Linked DNA regions of Mus musculus: region 1 is linked to region 2. A link is a contact called in public Hi-C data. All regions are on one chromosome and are shown on one strand. The core of a region is the stretch at or near the end of the contact, and the rest is flanking DNA. Distances in the headings are between cores, read along the strand shown. Region 1 has its middle 28 kb from the start of 4930549P19Rik. Region 2 has its middle 21 kb from the start of Vmn2r98.

Region 1 (6,650 bases), core at 2,333-4,832, 410 kb after region 2:
CAGAACTCTCTGGGATAGGAAGTTGTGTGTTGGGCCCAGGCATGCTTCCACCTCGGCCCTTGCTAGAGATTTGCAGTAACATGTTTGGAGTAAATAAAAATAGGTATTCTTATCTTCTTGCCCCAAATGATACCTTTTTTGGCATGTTCCATGGGCCTTACAGGGTACATTATTATACAAGATTTTATAAATAATAGAGATTATTGTGTCTTGGTTCAGCTTTTTCCAAATTTTAGAATTCATGAGTCAGATGACTTACTGAAGTTTTGTGATGGAGGTGCCTCCTTGCCATCCCGCCACAAAAGAGAGCCTATCTCGGCAGTGACCCTTACGGTCCTTCTTGGCCTGGGTGCTGTTGGGACCGGGACTGGAATTGTAGCCCTTGTGTCTTCTCAACAGAATGCGCGCAATTACCATCTGCTCAATGAGGCTATTAGCCAAGATATAGAGAATATAAAAAGGGGCCTAGATGATCTTACCGATTCCTTGGTCTCCCTTTCAGAAGTTTCCCTTCAAAATAGAAGGGGATTAGATTTGCTCTGTCTACAAAAAGGAGGCTTATGCGCTGTACTTCAGGAAGAATGCTGTGTATATATTGATAAAACTGGATTAGTTAAAGATAGCATTGCCAAGGTTAATGCCAGTTTAGAAAAAAAGAAAAAGAAAGAATGAACAACAAGAGTCATGGTACCAAAATTGGTTTTCAACCTCCTCCTGGCTTTCTACCTTGTTGCCCTCCCTTTTGGGTCCCCTATTGGGACTCCTATTATTGATTTCCTTCGGTCATTGGGCATTTCAGAAATTGACCCGATTTGTTAAATCTCAAATTGATTCATCTCTTTCAAGCACATCTGTTTCAGTTCCTTACCATTGGCTGGACGTTAGTGATAACAATCAGGCTACTAGAGAAGAGTCAGACGTGGATACCACTTCATCACCCTAGTCTCAAGGAGAGAGACTCAATTTCCATAAAATGCTTAAGTAAGATCATTCCCCTCCCCCTCCCCCTAAATTCGGCCATCAGTCTCATGCCACAAATCATTTATAGATTGCCATAGTCTGTGCTTCCGACATGGTAATATACATTCTCTCCACATTGGAAACTAAACAGTCATCCCATGCTAGACACATCAAAAAATTGGAACTTGAAGCCATCACCCATGAGAGTTGTAGGCTAAACACTGCACAGATATTAGTCTGGAAGCTGTTAGACAGTCTCTGAGAGGCATGTCTGATTGCATGAAGGTTGAGTGCCCTAGAGTCCTTCCCCCAGGAAAAATAAAACGGCACAGGAGCAGGTCAGGGTTACTCTGGGTAAAATTCTGTGGGCCTGAAAGTCAATCCTGTATATGGCTCCTAACATTGCACACTGGGGATCAGACCTCTACCTCTACCCAGGGAGCTTGCTTCATTCCTAAATCCCTTGGCTAGCCCAGGTTATACCCAAGAGACTGGAACCATTAATTCAAGCCTCATAGATGACTTATCCTTGTGTCCTTCGTGATTTTAAAGAATCACCCGGTGAGCAAACAGATGTTTAGGCAGTCGTTAAAAACGTGGCTACAAATTTATTATACAATATGCCTTTATAAAAATATTAAAACGGGGGAGATGTTGGTAGCTATTAAGACAACTCTCTTGTCTTGATCTCTGAATTGGGCCTCTCCCCCTGAGAAGAAAAGGGGGTCAAAGCAGTCCACAGACGCACCATTCCGATAACAACCACAGAATGTTCCAGCCCTAAGTCAGCACCAGATGTCCTGACCACAAGATGTACCCTGATACCACCAAGTTCCTGCTTCCCCATGTAGTTGCCAAAAGAACATTTTCAGCTGCCCCATCCCTCCTTCTGAGAAGTACTTCCTCCTTTGCTTGTGCATTTCCACTGCCCCATTCCTCCTGCTGAGAAGTACTTCCCCTTTTGCTTGTGCATTTAAGCCTTGAGCCTTGCTAAACACAGTGACACCTTAATGCTACTCAGAATGTTTACGTATCATTCCTGCACTTGGTGTCCGTCCCTCCTTACCCCCATTTGGTTCTTAGGAGAAGGTCCTCTCCATACCCACAAATAACTGGATCTACTGGACAGGTCAATATGTCCTTACTGAGATGGCATCCGGAGTCTAAAGAAGGCCTGACTCTTGGCCAAATATCTGGTATTGGTCTCTGTATTTTGGGACCCCAGAGGCTTTCCCCCTTTCCCCTGTTTGAAGTGTGTAATCAAACCCTTGTTGTTAATAATACCTTTCAATATGCTATGGCCCCTAATAATTCTTATTTTGCCTGCTCTTTAGGTTTAAGTACCTTTATAGTTACTTCCACCTTTTCAAAAGGCAGAGAATATTGTGTTTTGACTGAATTGCTTCCTCGCATCACAGTACACCCACTTGATGATTTTCTAAGATTCTGGGAGAGAGGATCCACACATCCCTAGAGGCACAGGTGAGAGCCTATCACAGCTGTCACCCTCATGGTTCTCCTTGGATTAGGAGCTGTGGGGGCAGGAACAGGGTTTGCCTCCTTAGTGACCTCCAATCAACAGTATACCCAACTTAGTATGGCTATAGATAGAAATCTTCGGGAGAACCTTAAAGATTCTGTTACTTCACTTTCTGAGGTAGTGTTACAAAACAGAAGAGGGTTAGACTTGCTTTTCCTCCAACAAGGAGGACTGTGTGCTGCTTTAAAAGAGGAATGCTGTTTTTATACAGATAAGACAGGGTTAGTAGAAGATAGTCTGAAAAAGTAAAAGAGAGTTTAGAAAACAGAAAAAGAGAATGAGAATAAAGTGATTCCTGGTACCAGAATTGGTTTTACACTTCTCTATGGCTCTCTACCTTGTTGCCTAGTATTTTGGGCCCTGTGGTAGGATTACTTTTGCTCATATCCTTTGGACCCTGGGCATTTAGAAAGTTAACAGAGTTTGTCAAATCACAGGCTGATGCTGCCTTTAAAAGACCAGAATCCATCCATTATCATTGTCTGGAGGTCTGAGATATTGATCAAGAGGTTTATGCTGAGCCCCCGGGTGATCCTTCGGCAGGCTTAGATTTCACAGCCTTAGATCCAGAAAACAATCCTGAATGCTTTGTTAAGCTATGGACACATCAATGACAGGAATAGCATGATACCATATACCAGGGACACACCCTTGATAGGCTGTAGAGCATCTCAATGATGAGATTATCATGAGTCCATGACCCAGGGGCCGACTCAAATTTGAGAGTGCTGGGTATGGAGACAGCTGTGTAGCCAAAGACAGAGACTCTACCCTCAAACCCAACCATATCAGGTGCTGGTTGTGGATATGCATCATGTAGCCTAAGACAGATGATCCATCTATAAAATAAAACAGGGGGAGATGTTGGAGACCTACACTGACGCATAAGCCAAAGTTTCCCTCCCTTCTTGAGAAACTTCTGACCTTTTGAAATGACAGCTGACAGAACATCAAGATCAGATAATAGCATCTGCAAACTTCCTGAGAAAAACCACAGAATGTTCCCTGAGCTAAGAGTAGATAGTTTGTTACTGGGCATTTATGCAGAACCACCCCTGCCTCAGGGCTGAGGCATAGGCAAGTTTCTCTCTCTTTACTTCCTCCTTCTTTCCACTTATATTCTTTAACCTTGCTCACAATAACAGACCATGACAATCATTGTTGGTCTCTCTCCTTTCTCACTGGCTTCTTTTTCAAGCATGGTTCCTCTCAGACCCCTCAAATAACTGAGTCCTGCAGGTGGGGACACACAGTAAAATAATACTTCTTACCTCTATCTTGGTCAATATCCAATCTTAAGTATAGCTTCATTTTTTTTTTTTTTTTGTAGTATGTTTCTGTACAACACAAGTCCTATCCAGGCCTTGTTACAGGCATTTTGAGTTTACTTTGTACTGCAGTAAGAGTTTGATATATTGTACAGTTTCCCCCATAGCCAGGATCCATGGGTACAGGAATGAAGGGGTGGAAAAGGGCAAAGTTCCACTCACTATCACTCCTAGGGGCCCTCTAGGAAAAGTTTTGCTTCCTGTCTTCATAACTCTAAGCTCTGCAGGCCTAGAAGTTATGGCTCCAGAGAGGGGAGTGCTCCTACCAGGAGATATAACTAACATTCCATTGAACTGGAAGCTCAGACTTTCCCCTGGTCATTATGGGCTTCTAATTCCCTTAAACCAACAGGCTAGAAAAGGAATAACAGTGTTAGGAGGGGTGATAGATCCAGATTACCATGAGGAAATTGGATTCACAATGGAGGTAAGCCAGATTATGTCTGGAATGAAGGAGATCCCTGAGGGAGTCTCTTAGTACTGCCATGTCTTGCAATTAAAGTCAATGGGAAACTACAACAGCCTAATCCAAGCAGGATGATAAAGGACACAGACTCATCGGGAATGAAGGTATGGGTCAGTCCACCAGGAAAGGAGCCAAGACCTGCTGAGGTGCTTGCCAAAGGTGAAGGAAATACAGAATGGGTAGTAGAGGAAGGTAGTTATAAATACCAATTAAGGCCGTGTAACCAGTTGCAGAAACAAGGATTATAAAGTAATATGAATGCCCCTGTCTTATTTTTCTAACAAATAAATTTGTCTTTCTTCCAGTTTCTTTAACATCAATTTGTATTTAAGTTGAGACACTAAAAGGATGTTCCCAAGGGACATTGCCTCATTGTAAATTTACAAATGTGTATGTTATTGTACGAGGGATAGTTATATCATGTTAGTCATAGTCACAACCTTGTTATTGTTTCATGTGAACATGAGATATTATTTTTGTCAAGTTGACAAGGAATGGATTGTAGTGCCTATTCCTGGTTGTCAACTTGAGTATATTTGGAATGAACTACAATCCAGATTGGAAGGCTCACCAGTGACCCTTATCTGGAGGCTTGGAGATAGAAGTTTCTGATCTGGACCTTGGTATGGAGATCGATCGTGAGGCATAGTGGTTATGGATTCCAGAAGATTAAATCTCCGAGTTCAAGGTCATCTGGGATTAAAGGTGTGGTAGAACTCACCTTTAATCTGGGCTACACCTTTCATCTGGGATTAAAGTTGTGATGGAACACACCTTTAATCTGGGCTACATCTTCTGCTGGGTACAATATAAGGACATTGGAAGAAGGGAGTCTCGTTCTTGCTCCCTCACCTGCTTGCTGTGTGGGACAGAGTAAATGCTAGATCCTTGGACTTCCATTTACAACTACTGCTGAACCATTGTTGGGAATGGGACTGCAGACCTTAAGTCATCAATAAATTCCTTTAATATATAGAGACTATCTATAAGTTCTGTGACTCTAGAGAACCCTAACTAATACAGTGTCTCTCTTTATTTTGTGCAGTAGCAAGCCCTTCACTGCAAAGAACCTGTCTCCAGACATGTGAGCAACAAATTTGGTTTAGTAATTATAAATAATAGGTTTGATTGATGTGAAAAACATTGAACTTGCATAAAATCAGAAAAATGTAAGCTAAATTAATGACAAGTTCAGTAAGTTGGAGGTAGGCCAGATTATGTACATTATAATGTATTATGAGCATTTATTATAGTGTTCCTTATGAGTATGGGGTAATTTTAAGAGAAAAGTGGCTTGTTTTCTAGTCACAATCATGGTACAGTCTTTAGAAACTTGTTATCACATCCATTATCTGCATGTGTGTTCATATTTGTGATGTAGCTCACATTTTCTGGTGAAAGTAAAACTGTTCAAACACATGTTCTCATTCTGAAATGTGTGTGTTAAGATCAAGATTTGGTCCCCAGGACTGCTACATCCACTCCAGTAGTGACTCCCTTGGCAAACCTAAAAGACTGGAAACAGTTATGAGGCAAAGAGTTCAAGGAAACTTAACCTCCTGGAACCTTGGCATTCCCATAGCTAGAATGCCCCAGATTTGTCCCTGCAATATTCTGGAGGTTCTTGCAGGCTTTCTTGCATTATTTTACTGGATAAGAGTTAGAAGTTTCAGGGGAACCTTAGCAAAGTATACTTAGAATCTTCTTTACAGCCAGGTATAGCAGAGTACATTGCATATTAGAAGCAAGTTGGTAAATTATTCTGACAAATGGAGATTCCCTGCAGATACTTAAAAGAACAGCCAAGTTACTCTCATATGAAAGGATTTACCAAGGCCTAAGAAATAAGGGGGTTGTGATATTGCATTATTCATGTTAAGGTCTGCTAGTGCTGAACCCCCTGGTGCTAGCTTTCACAAGGCTCACAGAAGTAGCACAAATTGTCACTAGGGTGTGAAATCCTCACCTATCATTAGCTGACTCTAGACAGGGCTGTTTTATCTTTATTGTAAGCATTACTACCTGGTTCCTGTCAGTCCTTTGAAGTCATTCCTCTGTTTTGGGTCAGAAACTTCAATGTAATTTGACTGCTGTGATAACCTATTCCTTTGTTTTCTGTATTACATAAGACTGATGTTCACTTTGTGAAAAATTACATTAGAATTCACCACTCCCTTGTGTCTTTGTCTATTTGTCACTTCTCACCAACTCCATGCCCACCTGTCTGGAACCTTGTTTCCACATGGATTGAGAGAGGTTGACTGATCCTGGTTCATGGCACAGGACAAGCATTAGGATCCTGGAATGCATAAGATATACTATTGGCCAATTTGTTCAATCCTTTCATTGATGTATC
Region 2 (7,578 bases), core at 2,455-4,954:
CACAACCAATCCGGGTGTGAGACATGCCTCTCCTAGGCCTATATAAGCAGCACCAGTTCTGGGCTTGGGGTCACTTCGCCTCTGCAATCAAGCTCTCCCAATGAATATGTGCGGAAGGATGCTGTTGCAGCATCGTTCTTGCTGGCCAGTCGGGCGCACACAAGACTCTCAGGTCTGTCTGCCTAGATGCTGTCATATTCCTATCTTGATGATAAAGGACTGAACTTCTGAATCTATTATTCAGCACCTATTAAAGGTTTTTTTGTTTTTTTGTTTTTTTGTTTTTTGTTTTTTTAAGAGTTGCCTTGTCCTTGGTCTTGGTGTCTGTTAATAGCAGTAATATTCAAACTTAGAGAATAACTCTTACCAAATTTAAATAAATATTAGAGAAATCATCTAATTAGACCTGCAACAGATAAGAAAATGGAAGCAGCCCTGGAAAGTAATATATCAAAGAAAAATCCTAGAGCATATTGTTTTAGCACACAACTCTTCTATACTTTCAAAGAAACCTTAATATCATAAACCACATCTAAGTCCATAAAAAAGAAACAAAAGAAAAGTTGTCAAATTAATTTTATGAGGGCATAATTACACTAATATCTAAACAAAAAAATTACTCAGTGAAGAAATGCGGTATTTCAGATCAATTTTCTTTATTAATATTTATTCAAAAATACTCAGTGAAAAACTGACAAACTGGATCTAGAAACATATTGAAAAGATTCTCCACCATAATCAAGTGTAGTTCCTTATACTAGAGATGTAGGTTGGAAAAAAACATTGTCAGTGTAATATACCATATAAATAGCCAGGAGAAAATGACAATCAAAGTAGATATTGAAAAAAAGTTAAGAAAAATCAAGCCCATTTCATCAGAAACTTCTTGGATCTATTAGATATAAAATGTATATACCTAGTCTATGTAAGAGCAATATAAAACAAGCCAAGTGCCAACATCAATTAAAAGAAATTTAAAAGAGCTCAATCAAAATTAAGGATGAGAAAAGACTCTTGAGTAAATGTGTTTTGTTTTGTTTTCTCAATGTAGAACTTTATGTTTTATCTAGAGCAATAAGACAATGGAATACAAATATAAACAAAATGAGTTGACAGCAAATTGCTGATAACATAATAATATAAGTGAGCAAAAGCAAAAATCCAGCATGGGGTCTACCACATCTGAAAAACATTTTCAGTGCAGTATACTGATAAAAAATATGTCAAAATTATTAGTATCCCTTCTTTATATACATGATTAATGGGCTGTAAAAGGAATCAATGAAACAACACCCTTCACACTAGCTACAACTAATATAAAAGTGTCATATGGTGTTTCTATCCAAGGGAGTATAAGTCCAGTGTGACAAGATCTTCAAGTCATTGACAAAAGAAAGTAATGATATCAGAATATGTAAAACCCCTTGCCATGGTTTGGAAGAATTAACAGACGTAATTGCCATCCTACTAAAAGCAATGTAGAGATTCAATTCAATTCTCATTAAAATTTCAGCACAATTTATTATATAACTTGAAAGAACAAATCTCATGGTATTATTGAAAAGCAAATAACAGGACAGCTTCAACAATGCTGTACATTAAAAGCTCTTTTAGAGATATCATATCCTGATATAAAGCTGTACTACAGATCTATAATAAAGAGTTTACATGTTATTAGTATGGATATAGATACATTGTGTGATAAAATAGATTTGAAGATACAAAATAAACCTATATACCTAGGGACAAATGATCTTCTTGACAAAGGAGCAATAAATATACAAGGAAGAAAAGAGAGCATATTTGACAAATAGTGTTGTTATATTTGGATCTCTGCACGTTGAAAGAATGAATACAGATCCATATTTTTCACTCTGCAGAAAACGCAAGTCCAAGTGGTTAAAATATATCAGGATAATACATAATACAATAAATCTGATTGCAGAGAAATTGGAGAAGAGGCATAAATCTATTGGCATAGGAGACAACTTTCTAATAGAACATGAACAGCTCAGTTAGTAAGATTAGCAAGTAATAAATAGGACCTTATAAAATGAAAATATTTAATGAGAAGAGCCAATGTCAAAAGTCCAAAACTGCAATGTATAAAATGGGAAAAGTTATTTTTTTTCTTTAGTTTTACATATGTATTTATTTGGTTGGTTAACTTATTCATTTTACATCCTACTCACTGTCCCCTCCATGTAACCTCCTTCCACAAAACACCTCCCCATTCTGTCTTTTCCTCCTTATCTGAGAATGAAATTTCTCTACTTGGTATCCCACAACTCTAGCTTATCAAGCATACAAGGCTATATTAATTTTCTCCCATGGAGGCTTGCCAAGTAATCCCAGTTGAAAGTACATATATACAGCAGGCAAAAGCTCTTGGGATATCCCTCTCTCCAATTGTTCAGGATCCACAAGAAGACTAAGTGTACATATAATTCAAATATGCAGGAAGGCCAAGGTCTGGACCATGTATCTCCTTTGGTTGATCCTTCAGTCTCTAAGAGATAAAAGATTTCAGGTTATTTGACAGCATTGGCCTTCCTGTGGAGTTCCTATCCACCTTAGGTGTCCCCAATCCTTCTTCCAGTTCTTCCATAAGAGTCCCCAAGCTCTGTATACAGTTTGGCAAGGGGTGTCTGCATCTGTATGATTTAACTACTATGCAGAGCCTCTCACAGGACAGAAAAAGTAAACTCATGTCTGCAAACATAAAAGAGTATGACTAACAGAATTAGCTATTTGTGCTCAACCATGGGATAGGTATTTATTTGGCAAGATTATTGATTCACTACTCTGTAGGTCTCTGTATCATTCCTCATCCCTTCATTTCTTGCAGACTGTATAAATTAAGGGTGACATTTTTCTTTGTGCTGCATACCTTAAAAACTTCTAATTTATGAATAATAGTTATAAAAGAAGAGAAGAGTCCCACAGCCAAGGCCCCCCAAAAAACAATTTCAATAAAATCAGAGAAGAAATGTTGGGAGCCAAAACTAAATTCTTTATAATAATCCAAGTGAAAAAGATGACTACCAAGTCTTGAGACATAAAGCTGGACCTCCTCTCCAAGCTGACTAAGTACAGATGAAGGTCACCAACAGACTGTCTCAGTTGGACCTCCCCCCTAAGCTGACTAAATCCAGATGAAGGTCACCAACAGACTGTTTCGAGAATTACCACAGATGATTGCAGACCTGATGCAAACAGCAGATGTCATAACTACAAGATGTACTTTTAGATATCATGCCTCCCCTTGTAGTCACTGAGGAAAATTACCACTGCTCCCCCCTGCCCTTCTGTGTAAGGATTATTTCCCCTTTGATCTTTTTGTATAAAAACTGCAAGTTTTGCTGAATATCATGAGACCTTGTCAAGATCAAGATTGACTCCATGTCTTTTCTGTGCTTGGCCACATCACCAGGCACGCAGCTTCAGCTAATCAGGGCAGCAGGGGCATATCTCCATCAAAATGGATTCACCTGTATCCTGGTACACCTGCACAGCTCTCAAGATGTTTTTGGCTCATATGAGGAAGTCAGGTGCAAGTCATACCACTTAGCTGCAGTCCCTGGCGCCTTTGGGACTGCCACCACACTCGCTCCTCACAATTAGAGACCTCTTAAAAGATGCAGAACAAGGAGGGGAGGGAGCCAGACTACTGGCACTCATTGAAGATTTTCTTGGGGCTTCTTGCTTACTATCAGGTAAAAGTGAAACTAAAAAGGACTTAAAGGATCATTCAAGCTCCTCTTCAATCATCACAAACATGAAAGATCCTTCAAGTAGTTTTGCAGCTCCTCTCTTCCCACAAAGCCTAAAGGGGCTCCTAGATGAATCAGAGAAATTTGTTTGACCAAAGCATATTTATCTAGTCTTAAAAGACTGTAATGCCCCCTTTGACTTATCCTCTGAGGCAGAACTAGAGGAGGAGGCAGCCAAATATGAGGAGGAGAGATATGGTCCTGGCTCCCTAGTGTTTTTAACAACAAAATCAGGCCCTAGGTACCATCATCCGCACCCACCTCTATATCCCTCTCTGCACCTCTATCCTTCCCTCAGCCTGCTGCCTCCAGCTCCCTTACCAGGGACAACTGTTCGTCATTTGCTCCACACAAATGACGATCTGGTGGCTCACATTTCTGGTCTAAAAGAGGTTTTATACTTGCAAAAAAGAATTAGGAGACCTCACTCTAGAAATTCAAAATTTACAGGGGGTCTTTTCTGGAGCCCCAATTGTCAAGAAACAGTCACAGCACACTAGTCATAAAGGAGGCCTCCCCTCCAGTCTCCACGGAGAAGATCAAACATAAATATTCAGCCAAGGACAAGGCACATAAAAAATTGGCCTTCCCTGTCCTGACTCAGACATGCTCCAAACAGATAAGTCATGACCCTGAGCCAGTTAATGATGATACCTCAGGACAGGCAAAGGGGGAAAAGGAAAATGGAAGTGATGAATTTGAGCCCTGAACAATTTTAGTCAACGGGGTGGTGAGGGCTCCTGTAGCTGGTACAGCTCTCCAGGCTGCTAAGGCTGCCTGGGCAGTCTGCACTAGCATCTCAGGAGAAAGCCCCAATTGTTTCTTATCAGAGGCAAACGGACCTTTACCAAATATTTCATCAGAGGTCCAAGAATAAGACTCACTGAGTTTTTTTTTTTTCTATTAATCGTAGCCCCAATTGTCAAGAAACAGTGATTTAATAAAGAAGGGTGACTGACTCTGAAGAAGAAGAGGCCATAAAAGATGAAAGTGATTATGAGTCTTCATAACCTGTTTACAAGAAATTAAAGATCAAATATATTAAAGAATTGCATTCGGCTGTTAAAAATTATGGCGTTAGTGCCCCTTTTATTGTATCAACAATCTTGGAGGGACTAGCAGGAGACAGTTACTTAACACCTAACGAATGGAGCAAAGTGGTACAGTCAGTCCTCAGTAGAGGTCAGTATTTAACTTGGCAATCTGAATTTGTGGATAGAGCCGAAACCCAGGCTACTATTAATAGAAAAAAAAAAAAAAAAGCCCTCAGTGAGGCTTATTCTTGGACCTCTGATAAAATATGTGGTAAAGGTCCGTTTATCTCTGATAAGAAACAATTGGGGCTTTCACCTGGGGTGCTAGTGCAGACTGCCCAGGAAGCCTTAGCAGCCTGTAGAGCTGTACAGACTACAGGAGCCCTCACCACCCCATTGATTAAAATTGTTCAGGGCTCCCAAGAATCCTATGCCCAATTTGTTGCTAGACTATAAGAAGCCCCTGAAAGAAATCTTGGCCCCCATGAAAATGAAGGGCTTTTAGTTAGACAACTTGCCTTGGAGAATGCTAATTCTGCTTGCAAGGCTGCCCTGAGGGGTAAGACTAGAGGCTTAGACCTCACAGGAATGATAAAGCTCTGCAGTGAGGTAGATATATTTTCACAACAAGTCTCAAAATCTATTAATGTGGACATTGGAGTGGTCTTCCAAAAAGCTGGTGGAACTAGGCAGACTCAGCAGAGTTTGTGTTTCAGATGTGGAATCCTGGGACATTATGCCCACGAATGCCTGTCCACCAGACCAGGCAAATCTGCCACCATACCAGGCACAGGACAAGTTACACAGGGAGCCTCCTGGCCTCTGCCCCAAATGTAAGAGAGGTCACCACTGGGCATGAGATTGCAGAACCAAAATTGATGTAAATGGCCGCCCCCTTACTGTGGTCCAGGGAAACTACCAGGGGGCCCCTACTCGGGGCCCGCTACCCCTGATAGCACCCCCAAACAATCCATCGCTAGTTCCCTCCAGTCTCCCCAACGGGGATTGTGCAGGGCTACAACAGGGACACCAAGATTGGACTTGTGTTCCTCCACCACCAGGATTATAACTCCCAACGAAGGAGGAAGGGACATTACTTCATGAAACAGGAGAATTCAGACCCCCACCCCAAAATATGTTTTTTCTTATTATAGGCCGAGCATCATGTTCCCTACAGGGACTCATGGTAACCCCCACTGTGGTCGATGTTGACTACCAAGGAGAAATAAAATTTCTGGTTTCAGCCAAATGAGGGCCCCTTACATTGAGAGCAAAAGAGCACATCACCCAAGTGCTGCTGCTCCCGTTAATTGGACAATTTTCACCTATTAGAAAAACAAACAAACAAACAAACAAACAAACAAACAAAAAACGGGTACCGTCCTCCCCGGGATCCTCGGATGTTTACTGGGTACAAAAATTAACTGACTCCTGAGCCATGTTGACCCTGTTTTTAGATGGCAAAGAATTTCAGGGACTTCTAGATACTGGGGCAGATGCAACAGTAATTTCTTCATCACACTGCCCCACTGCTTGGCCTTTAGAACCTACTGCTTGCTACCCATTTAAAGCTGATAGACCAAACTCAGGATACTCTACAAAGTTCAAAATTGTTAACATGGTCAGTTAAGGAAAATAATAGTGGAACTGTACGGCTGTTTGTATTCAGGGGCCTTCCTGTTAATTTATGGGGAAGAGATATGCTCTGTTAAATGGGAGTTATAATGTACAGTCCCAATGGGATTGTCACAAATTTCATGCTAAAAACAGGGTATGTCCCTGGAAAAGGCCTAGGGAAAAATGAACAAGGGGTTGTTCATTCCTTTGTCCCTGTACCCAAAAAAGACAAAAAGGGTCTTGGAGCAGACCTTTTTTCCTAGAGACCACTGCTCCTCCTGCACTTCAGGCAGATAAAATATCTTGGGAAACTAATGATCCAGTCTGGGTCGACCAGTGGTCTATGCCTCAAGGAAAGGTCCAGGCAGCCTTACAGTTAGTGCAGGAACAATTCAGGCTGTTGCACCTTGAATCATCCACCTCCCTGTGGAATACACCTATATTTGTTATAAAAAAGAAAAATGGGACTTGGAGGTTATTACAAGATCTCAGAGCTGTTAATAAGACTATGGTGTCAATGGGTCCTCTACAGCCTGATCTAACCTCTCCCATTGCCATACCTAAGGGCTATTTCAAAATTGTTATAGATATTAAAGCTTGTTTTTTCTCTATTCCCCTTCATCCTCAAGATTGTGTCCGCTTTGCCTTTTCCATTCCAATTGTAAATCATGTGGGACCAAATCCTCGCTTCCATTGGTGGGTTTTGCCACAAGGAATGGCTAGTAGCCCCACCTTGTGCCAAAAATATGTGGCCCAGATCATTGATCCAATAAGAGGGCGCTTTCCCACTGTCTATATTGTGCATTACATGGATGATTTACTAATAGCTACCAAAGATTTACAGCAAACCCATGAGATTGCCCAAATAATAGCTGCTGACCTACAAAAGAAAGGTTTTGTAATAGCCCCAGAAAACATACAGGTTCAATATCCTTTCATGTTTTTGGGCTTCCAACTAGAACCTGCCACTGTTCACTCATATAAACTGGCCATTTGAACGTCTCATCTGAAGACCTTAAATGATTTTCAAAAATTATTGGGAGATATTAATTAGCTACGTCCATACTTAAAGTTAACAAAAGGAGAATTAAAGCCCTTGTTTGATGTCTTGCGGGGTGATTCTGATCCCACCTCCCCCCGAAATCTGACCATAG

The links. Hi-C and Micro-C count contacts between places; a contact is called where the count stands out from the background.
Region 1: a contact with region 2 is called in a Hi-C map of the G1E-ER4 cell line, with 7 times the contacts expected there. The contact joins two enhancer-like sites.

The regions. Positions count from the first base shown.
Region 1 is chr17:19,441,594-19,448,243 of GRCm38.p6, forward strand. No RefSeq gene overlaps it. Among named protein-coding and RNA genes, the nearest start is that of 4930549P19Rik, 28 kb to the right of the region's middle. Within about 2 kb of position 3,583, at least 15 of the 459 cell types and tissues checked have an H3K27ac peak or open chromatin away from gene starts, as enhancers often do. A contact at or near this core is called in the G1E-ER4 cell line, where this site is marked.
Region 2 is chr17:19,028,442-19,036,019 of GRCm38.p6, forward strand. No RefSeq gene overlaps it. Among named protein-coding and RNA genes, the nearest start is that of Vmn2r98, 21 kb to the right of the region's middle. Within about 2 kb of position 3,705, at least 5 of the 459 cell types and tissues checked have an H3K27ac peak or open chromatin away from gene starts, as enhancers often do. A contact at or near this core is called in the G1E-ER4 cell line, where this site is marked.